2 separate regions of the Sus scrofa genome follow, and region 2 is linked to region 1. A link is a contact called in public HiChIP or PLAC-seq data. All regions are on one chromosome and are shown on one strand. The core of a region is the stretch at or near the end of the contact, and the rest is flanking DNA. Distances in the headings are between cores, read along the strand shown. Region 1 holds the start of SMAD7 (SMAD family member 7). Region 2 overlaps CTIF (CBP80/20-dependent translation initiation factor).

Region 1 (6,852 bases), core at 1,565-4,064:
TCTCGCTGTAAGATAGGGCTCTAAGATACAGGGGACCATCCAGTGGTCACCCCTGAGTCCCAGCTTTGAGGACCCCCCGCCTCCCCTGGCACTGTGAGCCCCTGCACTGCCAGTCAGAAGTTGAATGCAGACAACCGCAACGGGGCTGGTGCCAGTCTCAAGTGCGGCTTCTGCCCTGGCCCCAAGCCATCTGGTGACAAAGCAACAGGCAGGCAGAACTATGCTAAAAACTTTCAGAGCCCCCACCAAGAATTCTGAGAAAACCAGGAAGGGAAGGGCCTGTCGTCTTTACGTCTTAAAGGTTCAAATTCGCTTACCCCAAAGACCTCTCTGTACCTTTTTAAACTGTCTTCCCTCCCACCAAGCTATCCATTCTTCCCACTGATACTTCTGGCACTCATAACGTCTCCAAAGTTTCCCATCAACCTGTCCTCTTTGGCTCCCAAGACACTTCTGCAAGGATCAAATTCCACGTGTTTAAAAGCTGAGCCAACTTGGGTTGTGGAGTGCAAATACATGAAAAAAGGAACAAAATGTAATGCATATCTAGGAAACATCTTTGAAAAAAAAAAAAAGAAAAACACATACATGCATAATATTGTATCTATACACACACATATTATCTCCAGGTTCAGTCACAACAAAAACAGAAAAAAATCCACCAAACTTCCCACAGAGGAAACCTATAACCACCTTGGGGCAAGCCCAGGGTCTCCCCAAGCCGCTGCCTAGACATAAAAAATCCGAGTTCTAGAGACTCCATTTCTAACCTAAGATAGGAAGGATATATTTAAAACCCTCTACTCACCAGTTGGTTTGAGAAAATCCATCGGGTATCTGGAGTAAGGAGGAGGGGGAGACTCTGGAATTAAAAAAGAAAGAGAAAATAAAGGCCGAGCCATGAGAAAGAGAGATAGAAACTTATGATAACAGAGGCATTCTTTTAGCCCAACTGTTTGTCTTAGCTGTGGGGGTTGGAGGCAGGGCCGCGAGGCGGTGATTGCCTTGATATTTAGCTGTCAGATAAACAAAAGAGGCCGCCTGGCGCCAGCCTCGGCGCTCCGCTCCTCCACGTCTGCGGCCGCCGCCGCCGCGCTCGGCCGGCCCGGCTGGAAACCACCGGCTCTACCGGGGCCGGGCACTTCACAGTTCACAGGGCGGGGGGCGACCAAGCCCCCGCTCGGTCCCAGAACTTCAGATCCGACTCCCGCCGCCGCCCCCCCACCCTGACTCGTCCCCCAGGGGTGCAAATTCACCTTGGCCACCGCAGCTCCTCTCCACACCGCGCGGGGGAACTCGGGGCTCCCCTCTCCCAGCCCACCCGCGAGGTTTACCCCAAGTCCGCTGGTGAACTTGGATTTGTGAACGCCCCGGGTGCACCCCCGCCCCACACAAATATGCAGAGAAAAGGAAAGCAATGCAGGAGGCTGGGATCTCAGCTGAGAAGCCCAGGCCCCAGAGCTGTTAAGGGGCCGTGTCGTCAGGGAGGGCTGGGGCCCGACCCTTCTGCAGTCAGGAACTGTGCTTTCCTGTGCAGGAAGAAAGGAAAAAGCAGAGGGCACCCAACTTCTCCTGACTGCTTGTCCTCTTCCACCCTGGGCTGGCAGAGTTGAGAGCAGATATCCAGCGCCGCCGCCCATCAAACTCTCTTCGCCCCAAAACACAAAGCTACTCCGGACAGGGCACTTTCCCAGCCACTTGTGCCCGACAGGACTCTCCTTATTTACTAAAGGAGCAGGCAGAGACGTTCCAGTCTTTACAACTGCTTCTCCCAGCCTTCCTTGGCGGGCTTGGACCGAATCCAACTCGGCCACACACCTCAACGCCTTTCCGGGTGCAGGGGAGGCGTGACCCCCCCTCCTCCCCCCCACACACTTCTCTCTGCACCCCTTGGTTGATCCGGAAATGAGAAATCTATCTAATTTTTAACCCCCGGTCTGTAGAGTGTGTGCATGAGCAGTGCCCAAAACCCCGCTAGGGGAAACAGAGGAGGAGAAAAAAACTGTAAGGGAACCCCCAGGGAATGCCTTTCCAGGTTCCCCCCAGTCCCTTCTCTACCTTTGTCCCTCTAGTCTTCTCCCAGGAGGGGATGTACTCTCCCCTCTGGCGAGACAGCTGCACAAACACACAGCCGAAGGGGGCTTTTCTTTCACTACTTGAGCGCCAAGGGGAGAGGTGGGTGGGCGCAGAACAACTTCTTACCTAGTTCGCAGAGTCGGCTAAGGTGATGGGGGTTGCAGCACACCAGCTCGGGGTTGATCTTCCCGTAAGATTCACAGCAACACAGCCTCTTGACTTCCGAGGAATGCCTGAGATCCGGCCACCTGAACACTTTGCACAGCAGGAGGGGGAGCGAGTAGGACGAGGGCGGCTGCGCGGGCTGTGAGCCGGCAGGCGCCCCCAGGCCCAGCCTGCAGTCCAGGCGGCCGGGCAGCAAGAGGCACGCCGTGCGCGTACCGCCGCGGGACTCCACGGCCTGGAGCAGCAGCTCCAGCTGCCGTTCCTTCAGTTTCTTAAGCACCGAGTGCGTGAGCGCCTTCAGATCCGCCTCGGCGCCCCCGGCCACGCCGGCGCCCGCGGCTGGGGGGTGGGGATGGTGGTGACCTTTGGCACCTCGCACCGCCTTGCCCAGGCAGCAGCCAGCCCTGCCTGCGCCGCCGCCACCGGCCCCATGTGCCCGGCCGTCCGTCGCCCCTTCTCCCCGCAGCTCGCCTCCTCCACCGCCTCCCCACGCGCCCTCCTCCTCGTCCTCGCCGCCGGGCGCACGGCTCCTCCAGAGACGCCGGACGAGCGCAGATCGTTTGGTCCTGAACATGCGGGGCGAGGAGGCGAGGAGAAAAGTCGTTTGCCGGCTAAGGAGCGAACATGACCTCCGCACACCATGAAGAAGTCGGGCGCCGAGTTGGGGCAGCAGGCGCAGGCGACAGCAGCAGCAGCAGGGGCCCGGGCAGGAGCGGCGGCGGCCCGAGGGGCGCTCCGTGGCATGCGCCAGTCTCCCGGAGGCCGGGGGGCGCGCGGGGGCCCGGAGGCGCCCGCCGGGGCTCGGGGGCCTGCGCTCCGGCTGCCCCACCCCGCGCGGCCCGAGCCGCGCGCTGCTCTCGGGCCCCGGCGCACCCCGGAGGAACGCGGCCGCCGCTTCCCTGGGGGCGGCGAAGCCTACCCCGGTCGGCGCCTCCCCAAAAAGAGGCCCCCCCGCAGCGGCTCCCGAGTGTCGGGCTCGCCAGCCTTGGCTTCCTACATGGAAGATCCGCGGGGGCAAAAAAAGAAAGGCGTTCGGCTGGGCTGCCGGAGGGAGGAAAAAGCCTCTTTTCCCCTTCCTAAGCAACTTAATTTGGGGGTGGGGAGAAGGAGGCAATTAAAAAAAAAAAAAAAAAGGCAGGCACGCGATTTATTTTTTTCTTCTATATCCTTAGTAACCGGATCTCCTTGAATTCCGTGCACACGAAGACTCGGGGGAGGGGGCCGAGTGGACTTCACCCCGCAGGAGATGTTTGGCGAAATAAGGAGGTTCTCTCAAAATCTAAGAACCAAATACGCAAAGCCCAAAATGAAAACCACCACCTCCTCGCACCCCGGAGGTCTGGGGGCGTCTGGCTGGAGCTGGGGTTTAAAAAAAGAAAATGTTTACAAAGTAGAACAAGACGTCTGAGGGGTGGAAAAAAGGTATCCACGAGTTACATTCCCCTTTTTCCTTGCAGAGCCCCACTGGTCTTCCTCTCCTTTTCTTCGGGGGAAAAAAAAAAAAAGCCGTGTATTTTTTTAATCCACAGAAAGCTTTGGCTAGGCTGTTTCAATCCTTCGCATCTGGGTGATTTGGAGGAGTCTCTGGTCTTTCCTCCTGAGCTCCCGGGGGCCCTAGTCCTCGGCGGGGACTTCCTCGGGGCTGGCGGGGGCGCAGGGGCAGAAGATGCTGCGGCGGCGGCTGCGCCCCGCGGGGCTGACAGCGCGGGGGAGGGCGGCGCGGCGGCCGCGGCGGGCCCCTGGCGGGTCGCGCGCTCTCGCCCTCCGCTCGCTAGCGCGGGGGCCGCCGGTGTCCCCTCCCCTGGGAGCCGGGGCTCCCCTTATGGGCTGCTCGCCCCGACAAGGCTGCGTCGGCTGGAGGCCCCGGTGTCCCTCACGCCGCCTTCTCCTCCGAGACTCTCCTCGTCGCGCCCGGGAGCCTCCTTGTCCCCCGTCCGCCCTCTCCTGGCGCTCGAGTCCTTCTGCCGCCGCCGGGGGCTCGCCGCGCCGCACCAGGGACTCCTGGGCCAGGCGCTCGGCAGCTCGGCGCCGGCGGGCTGGCTCTGTCTCGGGCAGCTCTCTCCCGCGCGGCGAGCGGACAGAGCACGGCGCCCGGCTGGCTCGCCTGGCGCGGTTCGGGGACAGGATCCTCCGTGCGCCGAGCAGGCGAGCGAGTGTGCCCTGGGCTCGCCGCCTCCCGCAAGGCCTCCCGCCCCCGCCCCCTTCCCTCCCCCTTCCTCCCCTTCCCTCCCCCGCCCCCAGCCGCTGCCGCCGCCGCCTCCCCCCCACCCCCCGCGGGCCCTCTGCTCTGCTGGTTCCACTGCGCAGTGGCGCGCCCGGCTCCGGCCTCGTCACGTGGCCGTCTAGACACCCTGTCGCTTTAAAAAAAAAAAAAAAAAAAAAGCGATTGTGTTTCGCAAACAACAGATCGGGTTTCTAAAAGCTATTTCTCCCCCCGTTTCCCCCCCCCGCCACCCCCACCCCCTCCCCGGTCTGCGGGGGGGGTGCTAATGGGGGGGCAGATAACGGTGGGGAGCAGAGAAGCTCCTTGAATCGACTGAGAACTGGCAGAATCCGGGGAGAAATGGGAAGACCCAAGAACACGGATCGCGCTTCGCCGGCGAGTTTTTGGAGCGGAACGAGCGGGTCGGTGGCCGGATTTAGACCCAGTCCGAGGAGCTTCGCAGTGGCTGTCCCGTGCGCTTTCGCCCTAATGTTTCATTCATTCGTTTTGCCTTAAAGGCCCTGGCGACATGCCCTGGACCCCGCGCGGGAGGAAAGGGGGAGGAGAGCGCTGTCTCTGTTTAAAAGACATTTACACCGGACTGGACCGAGGCCCTGGGAAGTGTGCGCTAGAGGGAACAGCCGGGCCGCCGAGGGCGGGGAGGCGGCGCGAATGTGACCTCAGCGGCGGCCGCGCGCTCCCTCCCGCCCTCTCCCGCTCCGGGCTCGGGTTTCTAGGACTGCCTGGAGAAGTGTGTCTTGTGCAAATCTCTGGAATGCATTTGGCTGGCTGACGAACTGCGAGGGGCAGTATCCTGGGGGCGGCGGCGGGGAGGGGTGTCGCCCTCCCGCCGCGGGCAGGTTTCCTCTCGAGCCCGGAAGACCTCCGCCACCCCGCCTCCCGGCGCGGGAAGGTTACCTTCCTAGCAGACCTGCCTAGGGCATGCATATGCATGCGTGGCCTGTTTCTGCGCCCTCCTCGGCCCCGCAGCTTTCAAGGTGCTTAAGAGTCAGAGAGTTTATCCCCTTAGCCTGCGTTTTAGAAGAGCGTAGACCCAGCTGGCAAATTACTGCATGGAAATGGGTAAGGCGTTGGTAGGGCAAAGGACCAGATTAGGTTTACTGCATGAAAGCTGTTGGTACTCGGAAAAGTAATGATTTAAATATATAACCGTCAGTATTGACGAGGCCACTAGCTGGCATGGTGGTCCAACCTCTCGTCTTATTCAGTGAAATAAGATTTTTTTTTAAGGCCGTTTAGGATTGTGAGATCAGGACGACAATGAAACTCATTGGGGGTTTTCACAAATCTTTAGAAAAGTTGAAATTGACTGTTTTCATTTTCCCAGCTAAATTATGCTCCTTAAAAAAAAAAAAAGCATAGATGAATCTTAGCTTTATAATTCAGCCCTTTCTCCTCCAGCAACTTAAAAGGCATCTACATGCCGTAGATGCTTAATAAATATTTAGGACTGTATTGACAGTCGGGTAGGCATTTGGACCATTCCCACCAAACCCACCAAGAGCACCTTTGGACATATAAATGTGAGAGCGAATCATGATCATATATATCTAGGCGAGAGGCTCTGAAGCTCATTGACCTAGAAGACCTAGGGATGCCAAGCAGTGCAGAAACAAGTAGGACAAGGCAGCAGCTGGCATTCTGAACATTTACATTGTAAGCCACAGAGGCTGCAATTGTATAAGATTATAATTTTGTTACAAATAAAAATATTGCTTATTGAAAAGGGTATTGAAAACGTGTGTGCCTAGGTTTAACTTGCGAAACAAGCAACCAGCAAGGACAGCAGCAGAGAAAACCCAGGAGAAAATGACTCTGAGTGATCCCACCCCCATGCACAGGGAAAGACAAAAGAGTCAGAAATGGAATTTTTTATTTATTTGTTTATTTGGAGACAGGGAGGGGGTGCTGTGCATGAGGCATATAGAAGTTCTGGACCAGGGAGCAAGCCCACGCCACAGCAGTGACCCCAGCTGCTGTGGTGACAATGCCAGATCCTTAACCTACTGCACCACAGAACTTCAGAAATGGGATATTTTGTAGCAAGCATCTGGGAAATGTATAATATGCTCACCTCAGAAAGGCTTAGAAGACCAAACTAGAAGTCAGACAACCTGATTCCTGGCTGGGACTCTGCCACTCACTGGTTAAATAACTTGTACTAGTGGTGATCCTCATGTTGGTCAAGTGCTTGACAAAAATTAAAAAGCTTTCTGGGCAAGTTTCCTGCCCTTTCGCAGGGTCCCCATTCCCTCTCTCTGCTTGGGGCCTCACTAGAAGATGTCTGCTTTCCTCCGGAGGGTAGACCAGGCTGCAATATGACAGGAAAGATGTAACTAAGCAGTGAAAGCAAAAAGCATCCTTCTATTTAGGTTTCTGGCTAAACA
Region 2 (6,852 bases), core at 2,244-4,743, 90 kb before region 1:
CTAGGAACCATGAGGTTGAGGGTTCAATCCCTGGCCTTCTCAGTGGGTTAAGGATCTGGCGTTGCTATGAGCTGTGGTGTAGGTTGCAGATGTGGCTCAGATCTGGTGTTGCAGTAGCTGGGGCAAAGGCCGGCAGCTGTAGCTCTGATTTGACCCCTAGCTTGGGAACCTCCATATGCCTCAGGTGCAGCCCTGAAAAGCAAAGAAAAAAAAAAAAATTGAGGCTCAGGACAGGACTTGCTATTGTGGAGCAGCAGAAATGAATCTGACTAGGAACCATGAGGTTGCAGGTTCGATCCCTGGCCTCGCTCAGTGGGTTAAGGATCACAGACACGGCTTAGATCTGGTGTGGCTGTGGTGTAGGCCAGAAGCTGCAGCTCAGATTAGACCCCTAGCCTGGGAACCTCCATATGCCTCTGGTGCAGCTCCAAAAAGACAAAAAAAAAAAAAGCTGAACTTGTTTTATGAGTTTAATCGCAACTGAAAGAGAGAGATTGAGAGAATAACATGAAGCAGGTAGAGGGAAGCCTGGTCGGGGGGTGGCCAGTCCCAGCTCTGAGCAGCCTGGCCATGGCCTTGGTCAGGAAGCAATTCCAGCCTCTGTGCAGGTCGGCATGGTTTTGCAGGCTCACCGTGCTGGGTCCGTGGAGAAAAGTGTTTTGCTTTCTGGAAGTCCTCCTAAAGCCAGGGCCCAGGAGCCCCAGATCCTGGCTGAGCCCCTCTCATGAATCAGGAATTTCATCTTGACTGACCAGTTGTTCACTAGCAATGATCCTAGCATCCTTGCCGCTACCCTTCAAATCCACCTGCAGCCTTGCTCTGCTGTGGCTGCTGACCAGGCCAAGGTGCCCATGCTCGATGACCACAGCAGCCCTCCCATCAGGGACATCACTGCTTCCTGGGGCAGTGCTCCTGCTGCCCTCTGACCTCTGCAGGTTATCTGGCCCACCCCTGGGGATGCTTGTTCCAGGCTACAGGGGACTGAGGGCTGAGACCTGTGCGTTGTTCCTAAGTGGCATTTTCTGCCCCTATCTTCCAGCTCTTGCAATCTCAGGATGTGAAGGAAGATGCCGTCCTGTGCTGCTCAATGGAGGTAAGCAGTGATGCTTGGACACCTCCCATCTCGGACCCTCTGTGTCCCTCTTCCCTTAACTGTTGCGGGGGTTCAAGGACCATTGGAAGTGTCCACACAAGTCCAGGGCAAGGGTGTGTCGGGGGGGGGGCGACTTCCTAAGTGGACATGGACTTGGGCTGGGGGAGAGGATCGCTGGTTTTCTGAAGGGAAGGATGGCGTGCTAGCACCATCCACTTTCCCTCTGCCCCCAAGACTACCCTGTCCTTGGCCAGGAGCACCACACAGGTGACTCAGGAGATTCCAAGTGATGCCCCGCCCCCAACTCTTTCCCTTGGCTTTGATGGTATAGGGTATGGGGGGAGTTGCTGAGACTTGCACCCCCAAGTTGGCCCTGTCCATTTCAAAGCAGCCCCCGTGGCCGGTCCCACTCTTGTTCCCAAGACCTGGCCACTGATCTCTGGGCTCTTCCTCCAGATGCTTGGCTCTGGCCCCTGTCACAGGCACAAACCTGTGCCCTCAGAAAACAGCTCAAGGACATAGTGCAGTCGGGGGCAGGGGGAGCTTCCAGGGCCCACACCCATGGCACGTTGGGGTGTGAACACACCTCTCAGGGGGCAGGTGCCTGGCCTCCAAAGCCACTTCTGAGGAGCCAGGGACCAGAGTGCTGGGAGCCTAAACAGCAGCCTTCCTCTATGGGACAGTCACCCCTTCGTCTGTTGGGCTCCAGCTGGTACCCTACATGGGGCTATGGGCAGGGAAGATGGGGGAGGAGGAAAAAGCATGGTTCCTGCCCTCAGACATCCTGTGTGGTCTGGCTAGGGTTAGAGATCTCTCTCATACACACACACTCACAGTGGATGGAATGTTGTAGAGGATAAATATGGGTACAGAGCACGCATCCCTGAGGCGCCAGGGGAGAGGTCAAGGCAGGCCAGGGAGGTCAAGGAAGGTTTTGGGAAGAAGGCAGAGCCTTGGGAAGTGGGTGGGCTGAGGCTGGGGTTGGGGTACGGGGGCTTAGCTTACAGGAGGAGGACTGCAGGGGCTGATGCTCAGGGTGTGCTGATCCAGGGGATCATTTGGGATCCTTCTTCTGGGGGGGGCTTGTCAAGACAACTGGGGGAGAAGGGGTGCTGGCTCTTGGGGGCAGACCCTCTGACTGGCCTTCTGCCTCCCTTTGAATTTCTCTCCTCCCCATTGTGTCACAAGTGTATGCCCAGGTCATTGCTGGGGGTGGGGAGGTGGGATGGGGGCAGGTTCCACATGGACACACACAGGTAATAATGACTAAGCTCGATTCCAGAGAGACATCCCAGCAGGTGAAAATTAACACACTGCCACCTGATCAGCCTTGAAGGAAGCAGGTCACACAGCTGTAGAGGGTAAAGGCCCTAGTCAAGGAAGGCTTCCTGTATGAGGGGAGGCAGGTGGGTGAAGGGCTCTTCCGCCTCAGGTGGCAGGCAAGATGCGGATTCCTCTTGTTCCTCCAGCAGATTGGGTGTTAAATGGAGGCTGTCTCATTGGCTGTTGCCCCCTCCCGGTCCTTCCCCTCACCCCCACCCACTCCCAGGCCTAGAGACCTGGGCTCACACCCTCCTGAGATAATCCAGCTATTTCCTGTCCCTGCCCTCAGCACCCCCTGTAACCAAAGTGGGTCAGGAGCCCTTTCAGGCCCAGTTCACATGCCAACCCCACTTCTCTGCCCGCAGCTGCAGAGCACAGGCCGGCTGCTGGAGGAGCAGCTGCCCGAGATGATGGCCGAGCTCCTGGCCAGCGCCCGAGACAAGATGCTGTGCCCTTCAGAGTCGATGCTGACCCGGTCCCTGCTCCTGGAGGTCATCGAGCTCCACGCCAACAACTGGAACCCTCTGACACCCCCCATCACGCAGTACTACAACAGAACCATCCAGAAACTGACAGCCTGACAGCCAGGGGGCCTGGCGGGTGGCCCGCGGGCAGCTGGAGCCCTGATGCCCAGGGCCAGATGGACAGGCGGGAGGACAGGGGTGGCCCTGGCGGGAGAAAGAAATGGGGACGAAGGCAGGCAGAGCCGGCGGCCAGCCTGGAGTCAGACCGGGAAGGGATCAAATCCCTAGGAGAAGCTCCCTCACCCTGCGAGCCCCCCCCACCCCACCCCCAAGCCTGAGCATGCGGCAGCTCACACCAGTAAGGGAAGCATGTTTCTCCTTTGCGGCGGCCCGGCCCTCCCCCTCCCCTCCACTCCCCCTCCTCACGCCCGCTTCTCCCCGCCCCCTCTCATCAGCGCCGCCCCCGAAGGGCTGTGTGCGAGGGGTTCATCTCTGCGACTCCTCAGAGGCCTTGGCAGCCCGCACGCCAGGGGTACAGCTTGGGTCAGAAAGGACCACAGGAGGCTGAAAAAGTGGGTCGGAGACGGGCTTGCATTGTTTCCCGCATGCTGTCAGCCGCAGTCGCCAACTGGCAGCAGGCGACATGTAGCAGATGTCCGGGAGGACAAAGGCAGGCACGGTCCCCACCAGCCGCCCGTAATTGACGGCCTTTGTCCGCGCGCGCACGCGCGCGCGGCTGAGCTGGGGGACTGTGGGGGCCTCCTCTAACCTTCACGCTCCACCTTCCCAACTTCCAAGCCTCCTCCGTTCAGCCCCCAAGCTGCAGGTCCCGCGGGGGCCGGGGAACTGGGAGGGGAGATGGAGTTTGCCGTTCTACTTGCGCTCTTTTGTTTCATTGTGTTTTATTTTTTCAAAAGTCAGCTGCTTTGAAGTCTCCTCTCCCGATGAAAAGGGCCCGCGATGTGATCACACAGTGAGCACCACAAGGACCCCCTGATTAGCAGGAGATCAAACCCAGCCCCCTCTGGAAGGATTCTAGCCACAGACAGCTTGCCAATAGCCAATTAGGGTAATTGGAAACTTCTGCCCCAGCAGGGGTCCCCGCTGGAAGCCTCTGCTCCTCAGCCCCTGGCTTCCAGTACCTCTGCTCCCTCTTATTCTAGCTTTGCTCCCTCAAAGGGCTGATACTGTTGCTGCTGGGAGAGCTTTAAACCCATCCTAGCCCAGGCCAAGCCTGGCTCAGAACGAGACTGGTGAATTAAAACCAAAACCCTAGGTGATGCTCCCCCGTTCCACACACAGATCTCATCCTAAACTTCCACTGTTGGGGGAGAATGTGGATGGTAGGGCTGGTGCCTGGTTCCCCAGGACTTGGCCTTTTAGCTAAATCACCCCCACCCCCACAGTCCGTGTCACAGGAGGGCTCTAGGAGCTGCAGCCCCAGGGCTGTCGTGAAAAGGTGCATTCACTCAGTCATGAGCAGGACCATCAGGGGACGAGCGAGCCACCAGCTTTCCAGGCTGGGAACAAGACTGGGGATTCTTGGAGGGACCAAGCCCTGGGAGCAGCCCCTTCTGTGATGGCTACAGAGGAGGATGCGGGTTAGGCCCTGGGAGACTGGCTTTGGGTTTTCACTGGTGTCCAAACAGCCCATCTCCTGATCTGGAGCCCACACTTGGATGAGCCCCTGGAAAGTGACCTCCGAGCCCAGCAGTCTCCTCACCTGCTCTTTTGTTAAGCCAGTCCTTGCCTGGGTCACCTTGGAGACCCCCTGGCTGCCTGGTCCCATCAGGCAGGAGGAAAGTCCCCTTTGTTGAGTCTAGGAGAGCAGGCAGGTGGGGTTGGGGACAGCCTCCTCCATACTCCCCCCACCATCACCCCCTGGCTGCCACCTGCCTGCCAGCCCCAGGACGGGAACCTGTTGGGGACAAGGCATGGGGGCAGAGTTTACCTGGAACAAATCAGTAGCCTCTGCCAAGGAGCCCCGGCTGCCCCTGGCCTCTGCCTCTGCCCTCCCCCGCCCCTTCCTCCCCAGCCTCTCAAGCTTCTCACTGCCTTTCCTCCTCAGCCTGGGGCCCAGGGACACCAGAAGCCCCACAGGAGGCCTTGAGGGAAGAGCTGGACTGACATTCAGGTGCTCAGAGGGGGCACTAGGGAAATCACGGTGCTGAGGAGTCAGGCAGCCCTTAGAGAGCTGCACCTGGGCTGAAATAGGCCCTGCTGCCCTTGAGTGGTGTGAGTGAGTGAGTGAGTGTGTATCTATGAGAATGGAGCAGGGCCCCGGAGGAAGACAGAGGCCTAGGGGTGAGGGTGGCAGTGGAGGAGACAGAGAAGCAGGGCCTCCTGCCATCCCTACCTTGGGCCCAGAGAGCGAGCTTCCCAAAGGGACCCCAGGCACGCGCACGTGGGGCTGATGTTCCCCTGGAAAGCAGAGCGGGTGGCATCGTGGGCGCCATGGGCCTCATGCCCCTTCCTCCAATGGCCTTCCTTGGCGGTCTTGCCTCAGGGCCAACCCCTCCTCACCTGTTAGGACCAGAGTGGGAAGAAGTGAGATATAAATATGTATACATATATAAATATATTTTTAATTACGTGTCGTGTCACGGTGGCTCCAGACATATGGTTTGCCTAGTTTACTCCGTTGCTTGAAAGCGCTTCCTGGCCAATCCGAATAACAATTTGTGTTTTTCTAAATGCAGCTTGCTGCTGCTTTTTCAGACATGGAAGGAAAACGTTTAAAAACAAATTTGTTTTTAAGGAAAATAACAGGAAAGCCTAAAATCGGGGACCCTGAGGCAGCTTCCCTCGGGAGACTACTCAGACAGGAAGCAGGGGGCAGACGTGGGTGCCCCCAGACCTCCGTCCCCTCCCCAGGCCAGAGGTCTTCGCTAGAGGGAGGCTCCATCCAAGCTGACCTCTGAATGTATCTGACGGGAGGCTAAACTGGATGTTGCGTTTCCGAGGCTCGCGCTGTTTTCCCCACTTGCCTGTGGCTTCCTTGGCACCCAGAGGAGGCAGAGTCCAGCCCTCGGAGGCCAGTCCTGTCTTGGGATCTCTCCCCTGCCAGTCAAAACGAAGTGGTCCTTGTTTCGCTCTCAGGCATCCAGCCTGCTCACGGCAGTCCCGCTCCCACGGCCTCCAGGCTTTGCCTAAGCTCTGGGACCGCAGCCCCACGAAGGCCCCCAGCCTCCCCTGGACAAGCGGGAGCCCCACCAACCTCCACGGGAGTGTGCGCCCCCCAACCCACTTTCGTCTGCTCGTCCTTCCTGAACCCGTCTGTACACCTTTAAGTTTGGGGGATCGTCCTGTCCATCCATGTAAATGTAAATGTTGGCTGAGTCGGTATTTATTCTGATTTTTATTTTATTTTCCTCTGAGGGATGGGGAGGGGTGGTGTGGGAAATGGACCACTGATCACGCCCTGGGCAGCTGCAGGGGCCGGGACCCAGACAGCCAGGCCGCCACAGGAGCAGCCCCACGGGGCCGCCCAGACGCCAAGTCCTAGTCTCTTATCTGGCATCAGAAGCCGGCCAGTGTTCCTTGTCCGACAGACTCTGGCCGACCCGCAGAGTTCTTTCCCTCAGCTGTCGGCGCTCTGTTGGGAAACCTCAGGCTGGGCCTTTGAGAACGCAGATCAGAGAAAAGGCAACTTTCCTCTGCTCGGGCCACTTGCACAGAAGGGCTGCCCGCCTCGCCCAAGCCAGCTGGGAACCTGGCCACGGGTCCTACCTCCCCTGAGTCGGGGCCTGGGGCTTCCTGCCAAAGCTGCAGCAGAATCCTGCTCTCGCGACCACCTCCCCTCCCTCAGTATGTCCTGCTTTCCAGCTGAACCCAAACTACAAGTGGGTTTAAAAAATAAACCACGCCAAAAACAAAAATGCCCTGAATCTGTGTTCTTTGTGGGTTTGGCAAAGGAGAGCTTTCCCAAAGGCTTTTGTGCCTCTCCACGGGTGTCGGCAGAGGCCTCGGAGG

Evidence for each region. HiChIP or PLAC-seq counts read pairs in DNA pulled down with a chosen protein or histone mark.
Region 2: an H3K27ac HiChIP or PLAC-seq map of skeletal muscle shows a contact between it and region 1. The contact joins the enhancer-like site here to the promoter of SMAD7 in region 1. A contact is called at or near these places in 5 of 47 Hi-C or Micro-C datasets (blood, embryonic fibroblasts, heart right ventricle and 2 more) and 1 of 2 datasets of contacts at active chromatin or transcription factors (skeletal muscle).

The regions. Positions count from the first base shown.
Region 1 is chr1:98,539,501-98,546,352 of Sscrofa11.1, forward strand. SMAD7 (SMAD family member 7) reads right to left here and starts at 2,815. Exons shown (of 4, transcript NM_001244175.1): 1 at 2,203-2,815; 2 at 809-862. The coding sequence starts at 2,815.
Region 2 is chr1:98,448,373-98,455,224 of Sscrofa11.1, forward strand. CTIF (CBP80/20-dependent translation initiation factor) reads left to right here. Exons shown (of 12, transcript XM_013992850.2): 11 at 1,040-1,093; 12 at 2,782-6,758. The coding sequence ends at 2,997. Among named protein-coding and RNA genes, the nearest start is that of SMAD7, 91 kb to the right of the region's middle. Within about 2 kb of position 3,494, at least 20 of the 83 cell types and tissues checked have an H3K27ac peak or open chromatin away from gene starts, as enhancers often do. A contact at or near this core is called in skeletal muscle, where this site is marked.